2 separate regions of the Zea mays genome follow, and region 1 is linked to region 2. Evidence: chromatin contacts called from public Hi-C data. All regions are on one chromosome and are shown on one strand. The core of a region is the stretch at or near the end of the contact, and the rest is flanking DNA. Distances in the headings are between cores, read along the strand shown. Region 1 has its middle 43 kb from the start of LOC103647818. Region 2 holds the start of LOC103647818 (transcription factor KUA1).

Region 1 (3,526 bases), core at 146-2,645, 43 kb before region 2:
AGCCAGACCGATCCGGCCAGCACCAGTAGGAGCGCGCGCATGCAGGTTGAGATCATGAGGCGGGAAGAAAAAACGAACCACGTTTTTATTTATTCTTTTATATATTCTGATTAAAAGATTTAATCTCGAATAAATTTTATACTTGTGTTTGTAAGATTTTTATCAACAAAACTGGACTACTCGTGCTATATAAAATTTAAATATTTATTTATATACTCTTCTTTAGTATACAAGCAACCGAATATTAGTTGTATGTGTGGACTGAAAGCATTAATAGAAACAACAGACAAAAGTCTATGCACGGATCTATTTTGGTCACCAAGAGTTCACGTACGGATGAGGCTGCTACCCTACATCAACCAATCACACGGAATGTGAAGGATTTACTGGTTGTTATAGGCGGCTGCCTCCAGCAAGGGCCCTAAAGGGTACTCTATCCTAAATATAGAAGATCAAACAGTCATCTACGCTCTGCAGCAGCGTTCTCTAAACGGTTCTCTAAATTTAGAGTTCGCTGCTGGATTCTTTATATATAGAGTTTCTCTAAATGATCATCTATCTATTTGAATACTTTAAATAATTGGTTTAGCAAAACTAAAATATGTATAATACATTTGAGAGTATGAAAAATACGTTTGTATAAAAAATAAAAATAAAAAATATCTCTAATATAGGTATTTGAGTATAGAGAACATGATTTAGAGGACGTTGTTGGAGAGGAAGGAAATATAGATGATAAAATCTTTTAGACGAGACTATAAATAATAGATATAGAGAATGGATGTAGATCTACAATATTGCTGGAGACAGTCTTGTGGAAGAAGGGAATCGAGTACGTTCGCCAGCGTGCCACCGGCGGCGAAGAAGCCGGCGCCGCGAGACGCAGCAGCGGGGCGCCTGAGAATAACTGGTACAGCTGGTACCGCTAAACCTCACGGTCGGGCTCCCGCTGAAAACCCTGGGCGCGATCTGGATCACACTCGCCAGGCAGCTCCGGCAGCTGCCCGGCGACATGTCCGGCGTGCACTGCGCCAACGCGTACACCGCGGGTACGCCGCCCCCGCCGGGCGCCTCCTCGCCCGTCGCGAACGGCGTTCAGGAGCGCGGTCCGCGGTGGCGTCCAGGAGCGCGCCCACGGCAGCGTCGAACGGCGCGCTCGTCGGCGCGCTCACGTTAATTACCTGCCGCCCGCAAGTACTGTCGCCGGCCAGGAATTGAAGTCCCAGTTGGAGAAGCGCAGGTAGCAGAGGTCGTAGTAGATGGCCACGTCCTTGGCGTACGCGCATAGCTGCTGCGCGTCCTGGAACGCGGCCGCGGCGCAGGCGTTGGCGGCCGCGTCCCCGCGGCACAGCGCGAGGGCGTAGACCATGTCCGGTATGGCGCCCACCGTGCACGTGGCGAAGAGCGACGGCGAGGAGGCGTCGTTCCGGGGTTGACGAACCCCAGGTTGGACTGGTACGTGCTGTTCTGCTTCTGCGTCTGCGTGTAGTTACCAGTGTACCCGCAGAGTTGCCTTTTTAGCTTCTATATATAGGGCTGCCATATAATGTCGACATGGTCCTGATGGCCTATAAAAGGCGAGCACCATTCTTCCTTCGTACCTCGTCTTGCCCTAAGCCAGACCTTAGAGGCAACTCATAATGTGTTAGATACGAAGAGTTTGGTGTGTGATTTTGTGGGCACACACAAACTTGAATGCAGCGAGGACCATAGTAGACTGATGAAACTGATATAGCTAGTGACCAATCAAGCCAACATTGATACTATTCTACGTTGATAAACTCCTAAACACCTCCAAAAAAATATCCATCAAGGAGAGTAACATCTGGAGGTTGTTCCAGGATCTACAATAACACCTACAACACATCAAATCTCGTCGAGAGACGTGACGAACAATAAGATAGAGAGGAACAAAAAGACAAGAGGATATTATATGTATTTTGGTCGACTGGTTGTTGCATATGTCAATCGATCGATATATGAACAAGGGTTTACCCAAGTACAAAACTACTGTAAACCACGTTGAACAAGTTTCTAATTTCAAAATCCGATTTAAAAATAACTCAGTTAAAAAAACAAAAGTCGGTCTAGCTGACTACAAATGTTGGCTAGGCTGAACTTTACGAGAAAACCCGACTATTATAACCATCCTGACAGAGAAAGGCAATCTATCCCGATCCAAAAGAAGGTTTGACCAACTATATAGCCTTATGGGTTAGGGAACTGGCTTAGCGAGAACAATACCTTTAGGGCTAGTTTGGGAACCTCAAAACCGAAAGGGATTAAAGATGCTAAAATCTCCTTCTTATTCAAAATTGAATAAGGAGGGGATTTTAGCCCCTCCAATCTCCCCCGGATTTTGGACTTTCAAATTAGTCCTTATTGTTTATTTTCCTTTTTTTAATTTTGCGTATCAACGAAAAGATACATGAGCCGATTAGCACTTTAGTTATAGAGTCGAGAGTGATAAAATACCGGCCTTTGGAAAAAAAATAGAAATAAAAATAGAAGAGCCACATGCCACGTGTCCACTAATTTGGATGATTCCGGCATATGGCGCATTCAGCCTTGTCATCAAAACACATGGACAAGTCAAAGGGGTAATTTATTTGCTCTATTTTAAAAGCTGATCTTGATTTTTACTTTTGATCGCCACCTCTTCGTCGTTCTACATGGCCTCCACTCACTAATTTCCCTATCATTCAAGCTTGCCGGCGATACCGTCTTAGGGCATATACAAACTTGAGCCATTTGATCAGGTTTTCATGTAAAAAAACAACCAAAAGATTGCATGATATAATACTAAACTTCTAGATTGCAAATATAGTTAATGGACAATATGATAGGTAGTTATATAGAGACATACTCTTTATAAAGAGACTGTCACTTATACACTTTTCATTTAGTCCTCTAAAGATGTCTTATAAGATCCTATATTAAATAGTGTTGTACATGCCATAAGCGAGCGACTAAGGACTCCAAAGATACAATTCATCACTCGCCCGGTCGCACCAATAATGGCGCCACACGGTATTAGTGCTAATAAAGGTTCAGACTCATTGGGAACCGTGACTGATTTTTCTAGAGGTGTCCAAGTCAAAAGATCGGATTTTTGAAATTGTATAAGCCAACAGAGATAAATAGACAATAGATTTCACCACTAGTTTGTATTACCAAAGTGATGTGGTCAGTTGGCCAGACAAAGTAGGATCAATTGTTAAATTCTCTACTCCTGAATAGAGGTGGATATCGACCGAGCTCGACCTAGCTCGTTAAGGAAACGAGCTAGCTCGGCTCGACTCGTTAAGGAATCAAACCAAAGAACCAGCTCGGCTCGGCTCGTTTACAAGTTCGAGCTAGCTCATTTAACTCGCGAGCCACAACAAAAAATAGTATACATGTATATATACAACAATATAATCAATTGCTAGTTAATTTTATACTAATTTAACATTAGGAAAGACTAATAATACTCATAATTTTATATATCACATCATTTAAACTCTAAACTAACATAGTTCATCAC
Region 2 (3,577 bases), core at 577-3,076:
TCGCTTGGGGCCGCTCGCTCCCTCTCCCGCGTGGACGCTTGTAACCCCCTACTGCAAGCGCACCCGACCTGGGCGCGGGACGAACACGAAGGCCGCGGGATTCCCACCTCTCTCACGCCGGTCTCCGGCCGCCTCGCTCTCCCCCCTTCGCGCTCGCCCTCGCGCTCGACCCATCTGGGCTGGGGCACGCAGCGACATTCACTCGTCGGCCCAGGGACCCCCCGGCCTCGAAACGCCGACACTTCTATTGTTGGAAAACAACTGCCTTCATCCATACAAGGATTCTCTCTATCATAATCAATCACCGGCATGTCCATATCATCTGCATTCTCAGGCACCAACACAGCAATGTTCTCCTCTCTCTCTTCTTCATCGGTGTCATCAAATTGAGCAAGCATGTTAGGCTCATTCGCACCACGAGTATCCCAAGTTTGAACAAACTCCGGATATGAACTCTCATCATCATTCGCAAAATCATAATCATCATCACTCGCACCACGAAGATCCATCCTATTTGACACAAAAAAGAGAAGTATTAGTCCTAACCATCCTATTAAGTAGGGTATTGTTCACTAAACAAAGGGATCCCAATAAACAAGTTCATTCTTGGATGGCACTAGAAAACAAGACAGAACATGCCAAATACAAAGGGGACCACTGTGACCATAGGAAAGGGATCAGGATCACCACCACTCACCCTGTGCGATGGCTCGGTACATCCTCTCGAGCAGCGTCGGGAGGTGAGAGAAAGGCCTCCATATGCTCAAGCAGCTCCAAAGTGAGGAGGTTCGCAGCCGAGGGCGAGGAGGGTCGCGTGGCCGACGAGCGAGCTCCGCGGGGCAGCTTCTGGAGAGCAGCTGCGCCGCGCGCCTAGCAGGCCATGGTGAGCAGCGGCTCGTCCCGAGGGCCACGACAGGAGCAGCTGCGCCGCGCGCCTAGCAGGCCAAGGTGAGCAGCGACGATTCCAGAGGGGAGCACTTCTATAGGGGACGGCGACCAGCAGCAGTGTTTACCGGTGAGCAACGGCGATTCCCGAAGCACTCTGGAGCCATGACAGGGGACGGCGACCGCGTGGCCCAGGGCGCCTGGAGCCACGTCAGGGGCAGCGCCGTGCGCCTCCACGACGACCACCAGCGGCCGCGATGTCTACCGGGCTCCGGGTGAGGAGCAGCCGCGTGGCCGAGGGCGTCTGGAGCCACGGCAGGGGCAGCGCCGCGTGCCTCCCTTTTTGCGATGGATTCTGTTGTTCGATTGGGGATTTTGGGATGTGGCGTGTGGGGCCCAACTGCAGGTGACGGCAAACGGTAACTGCTGACGGTGAGAGGTTTAGTGATGCGTTGCTCCGAATACAAGGGTAGAACTGAGGAATTTTCATTGCTAAGGTGAAATCTGAGGTTGTGTGCCATGCAGGGGTGCGGCATGTAATTCTCCCTATATTATAATAAGTGAGAAAATATTTTTTGCATATACGATCTGAACAGTTCGCAGCAATAAATGTAGCAGCAACACATGATATATATGTCGTCTGTAGTTAAAGCTGGAAGTCATAAAATCTTATCACCAGTCGCCACTGATGATTGAGTGATTGAGTCAACTGTTAGTAGCTAAACTAGGGGGACTAGTTTTCTGCCTACCTATGTGCTGAAGAATAAAACGGTGGTATGGTATGGGTATGGCCATCCACACGTGTGACCTTAGTGACGTACGGTATGGACTGCAGGACAAATTTAATGGCCGACCTGACTTGCATTGGATTACATGCGAATATTGGTCTGAGAAGTGGCTCTCTTTAATGAAAACTATGGGCACTTTGTTAACGCGACTTGGATCTGTATGTGATCAGCTTGTGTATATACTATATGGTAGGCCGTTGCTGATAACTCACCTTCCTGGCTTCCTAGCTTGATCTGAGCCATTGAAGGATGCTGAATTTTTTTGTAATAAATAACTTGAAAATTAGACTATATCTCTTAGATATGAAACATATATATGATCTGGTATCTTTGACTATATCATTAGAGATTCATTGTTTGATTTCACACCAAAACAAGCTATTAAATTAATTGAAACCAGGACAAAGAGATTCACCAACAGGAGTATAAATACCGGGCCTTGTGATTTGCCATTCTTCCCATCCAGAAAAGCCAGGGTCCACTGCTCCTCTCGTACTCAACAACCCTCACACCCCCCATGGATCCCATGTTCAGTAGCGAGTGGAGTGTCTCCGAGATCAAGATGGCAAAATCACTCATCGCTAGCCGCAACACCAGCAGCAACTTAGCTAGCGACGACGACGCAAGCAACAAGAAGCACAGCGACATCGTGGACGAGCTCCAAGCAAGGTTCCCATGGAAGGGCAAGCACGAGGTAATTGGCTTGTATGTTGACCTCACGATGGAGATGATAAATACACCGCCTGAGGTGGGAGATGACGGACTTGTGTTGGACGACGACAATTTTGGGATGCCAGTGGAGGAACAACCACAGATGAAATACACTGGGAGGTTTTGGACCAGGGAGGAGCACAGGTCATTGATTCTCTTTATTTCTACTGTTTTTGAAATTCTAGTTGTCACATATTTCATTGTTAATTACTAGTAAAGTTATTAATAAGCATGTGGCGGAGAATATTGATTACCGCGAATATCCTCAAGTTTTTTAAGTGCTTTTCGAGATATATGATGTGACGACTGACGATATTTATATTCTCATATCCTAACCCCAATGTACCAACGCAGGAATTTCCTCCGTGGCCTGAACATGTATGGTCGTGGTAACTGGATGTACATCTCTAGGGACTTCGTCCCCACTAAGACGCCAATGCAGATCTATAGCCATGCACAGAAGTTCTTCCGTAGGTAGGAGCGCACCTGCAGCTGGAAGCAACGCCATGATATCAAATGATATTGGCCTCTATGATATGCTGAGCCCTAGACAAATAACGGCTCTTAGTTTATCTCAAGATATTGTCCATTATACTATAAAGATATCCTTCCTCGGCAGTGGACGGACATCAATAACATGTACTAGTTGTTATTTGTCGTTTAGTTTATCCTAAGATGCATAGGGACATATATCCCATTGAAGACAATATATATATAGTTGCTAAGTGCCTAAGTGGTAGTACTGTGTTCTATATTGAGATGCAAATGATTTCATTGTGGTGAACAATGCAATGAACTAGTATCATCATGTCTCTAGTTCGTCTGTTCTTGACAACTATACTGTGGTTTCTCCTCGTCATGTTCATTGTTTTGAGTGTCAACTATACGTGAACAATGTGGTGAGTAAGTATATTGTTTGGGAAACATGGATACTACACACTAGCATATTTATCACGTTTAACCAAAATAACATGAGTAAAGGATCATAAATGATTAATTACCACTAGACATACAACAGCGAAAGAAGAGCATGATGATGTAGTGGAAGTAGTCGTACATCCTCGTGTACCAGCAATAGCAGCAACACGTTCAATCACTCATGCTATTTAAGTTCGTTGCTGATCAACAGTACACTCAGCAATAGTAGCAACAGCATCTCCATCATATCCATCAACATAAACTTTATCATACAT

Evidence for each region. A called contact is a pair of places that touch in the nucleus more often than the background predicts.
Region 1: a contact with region 2 is called in a Hi-C map of leaf mesophyll, with 4 times the contacts expected there. The contact joins the enhancer-like site here to the promoter of LOC103647818 in region 2. A contact is called at or near these places in 8 of 25 Hi-C or Micro-C datasets (bundle sheath, ear, endosperm and 3 more).

What each region holds. Positions count from the first base shown.
Region 1 is chr2:216,787,765-216,791,290 of Zm-B73-REFERENCE-NAM-5.0, reverse strand. No RefSeq gene overlaps it. Among protein-coding and RNA genes, the nearest start is that of LOC103647818, 43 kb to the right of the region's middle. Within about 2 kb of position 1,395, at least 6 of the 20 cell types and tissues checked have an H3K27ac peak or open chromatin away from gene starts, as enhancers often do. A contact at or near this core is called in endosperm and leaf mesophyll, where this site is marked.
Region 2 is chr2:216,745,119-216,748,695 of Zm-B73-REFERENCE-NAM-5.0, reverse strand. It overlaps LOC103647818 (transcription factor KUA1), which reads left to right and starts at 1,826. Exons shown (of 2, transcript XM_008672326.4): 1 at 1,826-2,528; 2 at 2,739-3,200. The coding sequence starts at 2,191. The coding sequence ends at 2,862.